2 separate regions of the Zea mays genome follow, and region 2 is linked to region 1. A link is a contact called in public Hi-C data. All regions are on one chromosome and are shown on one strand. Each heading gives the region's core, a stretch centred on a gene start, on an enhancer-like site or on the middle of the called end of the contact. The rest is flanking DNA. Distances are from core to core; before and after follow the strand shown. Region 1 holds the start of LOC100191259. Region 2 holds the start of LOC100272579.

Region 1 (2,962 bases), core at 262-2,761:
GTGGGCACCAATGTTGGTCACTTGTTTTGATTCCTGAGGCAGATCAAGACAAGGCAACGTAATAAAAAAACATGGGACCTTCCTCCCTTCAATCTATCTCCGATTGAGAAAAAGATTGAAGGGGGAAGAATATTATAATTATAATTTTAAAAGAAATAGATGAGGTAATATAATCAAGGAAAATCATTACTGTCAAGTTTCTTGTATTAAATATTCCTTGTTACAAATGAATACAGTTATACCTTTAACAATAGATAGAGATCCAAAGGTATGAGTAAATACAAATTCAGACGTAGAATCGATTGGTGTCACAAGAGTACGTGAATCCTCGACCTGTGCACGTGCAATGTTTATCTATTTATAAGGACAACCTGGCATACAACTCTATATGAATCTAAAACTATAACCTTGAACCCTATATATAGCTACAGAAACTGCTATGGGTAGCATCGTCATTTATTCCCGAAACGATTTCACGTGTGATGGTGGGTTCCTTCTTCGTATTCAGGCCACTTGCTTCGAGTCCAGACCATGAAGCCGAAGCTCTTATCTTCCCCTTCACCTATGTTGTCGAGATGAAGGTTTGAAATGAAGGTGGCCTTCCTTATTCATTTGGAACACCTGAAATAGACTTAGAGATAATTGACAACTTAATGTTTTGAGGACCTTTGGCCAGAGAAGGCCCCCAACAGTCTATAGTGCCCATATATAGCCATTTATACGAACACCTGATGCGTGTATAGACAATTAATGCGTAAATTATTCATGACCACGATAAAATTATAAAAATGATGACCATAGCCTGACTTGCGGTGGTGATAGAGGCGGGCGCTGGGAGGGGAGGCAATGACAAGCGTGGGTTGGTGACGTTGAGCTTGGGCCAGCAATGTCGGTCACAGGCCGATAAAGACAAGGAGGCGGGCAAGCGAGCATACGACGTTGAAGGCTGGCGCAGGACCACAACGACGGGCGCTGGGCGGGGAGGCAATGTCGAGAGCGGGCTGACTATATCGGAAGTGGGGTGCAGGATTCGGGCAGGGCGTGGGGCAGAGAGAGGAAGCGGGACAGAGGCAAGACTAGGAGTGGGGAGGAGCCGAGACGTTTTTTTACTCTGGCTTCTCTTCCAAAAGTGGCTCCGACTCTTGAGTACTCTTAGTCTAGAGCTATTTTTTGTCAGGTTATCTCTTCCAAAAGTGGCTCCAACTCTTGAGTACTCTTAGTCTAGAGCTATTTTTTGTCAGGTTACTGTTGGAGCCAAAGCCAAAACCGGTTCAGGAGGCCTCACATACATGTTAAAGCCCCACTAATTTTTTTCACGTAAGTGCTAGTTTGGAAAGTTCATTTGCTAAAGAGATTTCTATTTCTCCAAGGAAAAATAAAATAATTTTCATTTAAAAAAATAAAAATACTTTGAAAATATGGGTCCCATAGTAGCCCTAAATTTGAAAGCCCCACTGGGGTTTTGTTTGTAGTGTGCGCTCGTCAGCCCGGCGGGGAAGGACCAAACGTGAACCGCCGCTTGGCCCTCTATTTAATGAGCACCACCAGTCACTAGACACAGCGCCCGCAGGCCGCAGCTGCAGTCTGCAGAGCACAGCCGTGCGCGGTTTGCAACCGTACCAGCACAAGCACCCCAGGCGGGCAGGAAACAAGCCTCCTCCGCTGCTCCGCCGCAATGGCGTCCCCGCGCGGCCATCGCCGGGCCAGCGTGCTGCAGAAGGCGGCGGCGCTCCTCCTGCTCGCCCTGTCCTGCTGCGGCTGCACCGGTGCCGGCGCCGGTCCATCGGCGCCAACCCCGAAGGTGCCGGCGGTGATCGTGTTCGGGGACTCGACGGTGGACACGGGCAACAACAACGCGATCGGGACCATCCTGAAGAGCAACTTCCCGCCGTACGGGCGCGACATGGCCGGCGGGGCCCAGCCCACGGGGCGGTTCTGCAACGGGCGCCTGCCGCCGGACTTCATCTCCGAGGCGCTCGGCCTGCCGCCGCTGGTCCCGGCCTACCTCGACCCCGCCTACGGCATCCAGGACTTCGCCCGCGGCGTCTGCTTCGCCTCCGCAGGCACCGGCCTCGACAACAAGACCGCCGGCGTCCTGGTACGCAACGCGACCTAGCTACCCCGCACTCGCATAGCCGCAACTCACAATTGCCATGGTTAACCAAAAGTTTTTTTTTAAAAAAAAACAACCTTGCCATTTCGGTCGAGAGACCGGATATCCCTGCGCACTGCACGGCTGCAAAAGCGCTGCAAAGGGGGAGACCAGAGGTGTGCCGTGTGCATGCATCCGCTTGGCGGCACACCTCAAGATAGCAAAACCATTTCATGGCAAGAAGGCCAAGATGGCAGGAAGAGTTGCCAGGGAGAAGATTCCATGAGGCCTGCAGGGCTGCAAACAGCAGCTCGGAGTAGTTAAGCTTCCCTTTCGTCAGCTCGTTCCGGCCTTCCGCGACGACGACGTCGAGGCGGCAGAGAAAATCTCCAGTGGTCCCCTGCAGCTGGAGCTCCCGGAATTGAAGGCGCTCGGCCTGAGCCTTACGGATGGCCGATGGACGCTACGGCCAGTGTTTAAGGCATGGTGACCTCCGCATTTAGATTTTAGTGCGTCGGATTCGAATGGTTGCAGGCAGGCAGTGCTTTCACCAGGCCGCCACGGCGCCACCCGTCATGAACTCCAGCGTAGCACGGTTGGTTAGCAGACCTGTAGCGACCTAATCTGCAGTGTTGCCATCTTCGCTGGCCGCTGGGTTGTGTTCTGTTCTGTTCATGCCTTGTACTCTCACCTAGGGACGGACACAGAATGAAATGAGAGTGAGAGCACACTTACAACAACGCGCTAAAATGTTAGAGTGAGTATATCTAAATTAAGCTTAGCAGGAGATATAATGGTCAAAACCTAGTCTTTACTACTTGCAAGTTGCAACACAAAAATGACCGGAGCCTATTCCCTTAGGTCCGCCCA
Region 2 (2,962 bases), core at 343-2,842, 530 kb after region 1:
TAAGTTACTGGAGATAGCCTTACATCCATAAAACCTCTACTCAAGATGTAACTCTATTTTACTCATCTTTTTAAAAGTTTGGATGTATGCTCTCCTTGTTCGAAACGAACAACTAGTTTGGCCCTTTTCCATTATCACCACTTAATAGTGTTAACTTAGACTGCAAAAAGATGTTCATACCCTTGCATCATTGCCCTCTTTTTATTAACAGTTTGCAAATTTGCCCTCACTTTGATATAAAAGTTTGGAATATAATTATAACATAAATCTAACCATACATTTTGAAAATCAATATTTTAATAACTTTGAAATTTAAATATTTCGAAATTAATAAAAATGAATTTTACATTAAATTTTGACAAAATGACAACATTTAATTCTATTTTTGAAAATATATTAAAATTCAAATATTTTCAAATATATAACTAAAATGTTTTCAGTTTTCAAAATGCAATATTAAATTTAATTTATCTCATGTTTAATTATTCAAAGTTAAAATGTTTGTTTTTAAAATTTATGGACAAATTTATGTTATAGTTATATTCTAAAATGAAAGCAAATTTATAAACAATTAATTTAAGGAAGAACAATGGTGTAAGAGTATAAACGTCTTTTTTTAGACTGAGTTGACACTGTTAAGTGCTGATAACGGAATAGGGTAAACTGATTGTTTATTTGTAGAAAGCGGAGCATACATGTAAGTTTTATTTAGAAAACAGAAGTAAAAACAGAGTTGGAATAGCGGGAAACTGGTTGTTTGTTTCTAGAAAGAGGAGCATACATTCGAGCTTTTAAAAAACAGAGGTAAAAAACGACATCCTCAGGAGTAGAGGCGTAAATGGTACATATATTATTCGTCCTTATTCGAATTTGTTCCGTTTAAAAGATTTGAGATCCGATCCGTATCTAAACTCTGGTACTCGGTATTCGATCCGCATTTGATCTTTATCCGTATCCGTATTTTTAAAGTTGAATATTTAAGATGTCGATATTCAATTAAATCTTATCTGACACAACTTGACAATATACATATATGATTCAAATTCGAAAAAAATATGAAAAATAAATATAGAATGAATAATATCTGTCCCATCTGATCGTATCCCTCCTAAGAGCAACCATGCAATGGCCCATATAATCAAACGTCGCTCTAGTACATCTCGATAGTTTGGCCACTGCATGTACCATACGGGCAGCCAAAAAAAAACTGCAAGAGCAGTAAAGAGTTATTTGATTACCACCTCCTAAATTTTAATAGTTATTTTTAGTTCCAAAACTACCAAACAATATAATTAAATGATAGTTTCAATTAAAATTCTAGTGACTAATCCATAGAATTTAGGAGGATGACTAAAGCAATCAAACACCCTTGGTGTCATGGGCTGTACTCTTCCGTGTTTCAAAGTCATGGGCCGTAACCCAACAGATCCAGCTCAGGTTATCAAAAACTCTCAACCTTTGGAGGCCAACCATTTCGCCCGAAACCCTGCATTTGGATATTGTGCACAACCAGCCCTTCCGCAAGCCACGGCCTAATCCCCACGGCCCGGACGGAGGTCAAAATAAAAGGGCACCAATGAAAAGGAAAAGGGAAAACCAGACGGCCAAGGCAGCCCCCAACCCCGGCCCCAGCCGGCAGACCATCTCGATACGCGGCCGCCGCAGACGAGATGGCCGCCGGGGACGCAGGCCGCGCGCCGACGGCAGCGGCCGCGCAATCGCTGGTGGAGTCCTTCTGCGGCGTGACCTCCGCGACCCCCCAGGAGGCGGCCTTCTATCTCGAGAGCCACAACTGGGCCCTCGAATCCGCCGTTCGCTCCTACTACGACTCCGTGGACGGTGAAGCCGACGCCGTCGCGGCCGATCCAGTGCCCCCACCACCAGCTGCACCAGCCGGAGGCGGGGAGGATACCGAGGATGAGGATTGCGTGGTCGGCGGTGGCGGTGGCGGCGACGACGACGAGGATGATGAGGACTACGTCGATGGCGACGGCAGCGATGATGAGGACGCTGCGCTCGCGGCTGAGGCCGCGGAGGAAGAGGAGAGGAGGAGGCCTTTCAAGAGGCTGAAGAGAACCCACGACGCGCGGGGTGGGAGCGGTAGCAGTGCCAAGGCGCGGGGGAATGTGAGGACGCTCGCCGATCTCGATAGTGGCAAGGGAACCGCGGGTTCCGACGAGAACTCCGAAGACGATGATGAATGGACACCACCGCCCGAGTACGAGACGAGGTGTGTCCCTAATTAATCCCATTTCGCTGCATTTAAATTTGGCTCATAATCTGCTCAATAGAGGCGTTTTGGTCTCTAGTTCCTCTAGATTTCTTGATTAGTTCCTCAGCATTAATAATACCAACCATTAGTCGCAAATAAACAATGCAGACCATATTGCCGCACTCAAGATAATGGTGCAATGACCTTCTATAGGCTAGGATTTTATGTTGTTATGATAAGCTGCTAGTCATTATGCTCAATCGAAATCATTCAAGTGAATGGCAGAGGCTAGATTAGCACCCTGCTTCGCTTGGAAGCAAAGGAGACCAGGGTTTGAACTGAACCCCAGCTGACTGTCCGACAAACTCTAGCAAGGGTGCGACCAGCTGAGCTCAAGGCCAACTCAGTTCACCTTAAGACTGTCTCCAGCAACGTCCTCTATATACATCCTCTATATCCGTCCTTTACAGTCTTCTCTAAAAGATTCCATCTCCTATATCTACTTTCTCTCCAACAACGTCCTCTAAATCACGTCCTCTATATGTAAATACCTATATTAAACACATTTTTAATTTTTTAATTTTTGTACATACGTATTTGTCATACTCTCAAATGTATTGTACATATTTTAGTTTTATTAAACCGGTTGTTTAAAGTATTCAAATAGATAGAGAACCGTTTAGAGAAACTCTACATATAGAGGATCCAGCAGCGTTCTCTAAATTTAGAGGACCGTTTAGAGGACGTTGC

The links. Hi-C and Micro-C count contacts between places; a contact is called where the count stands out from the background.
Region 2: a contact with region 1 is called in a Hi-C map of tassel, with 3 times the contacts expected there. The contact joins the promoter of LOC100272579 here to the promoter of LOC100191259 in region 1. A contact is called at or near these places in 3 of 25 Hi-C or Micro-C datasets (bundle sheath, ear and tassel).

What each region holds. Positions count from the first base shown.
Region 1 is chr9:102,017,505-102,020,466 of Zm-B73-REFERENCE-NAM-5.0, forward strand. LOC100191259 reads left to right here and starts at 1,512. Exons shown (of 3, transcript NM_001136693.1): 1 at 1,512-2,098. The coding sequence starts at 1,676.
Region 2 is chr9:102,549,137-102,552,098 of Zm-B73-REFERENCE-NAM-5.0, forward strand. It overlaps LOC100272579, which reads left to right and starts at 1,593. Exons shown (of 4, transcript NM_001328195.1): 1 at 1,593-2,230. The coding sequence starts at 1,671.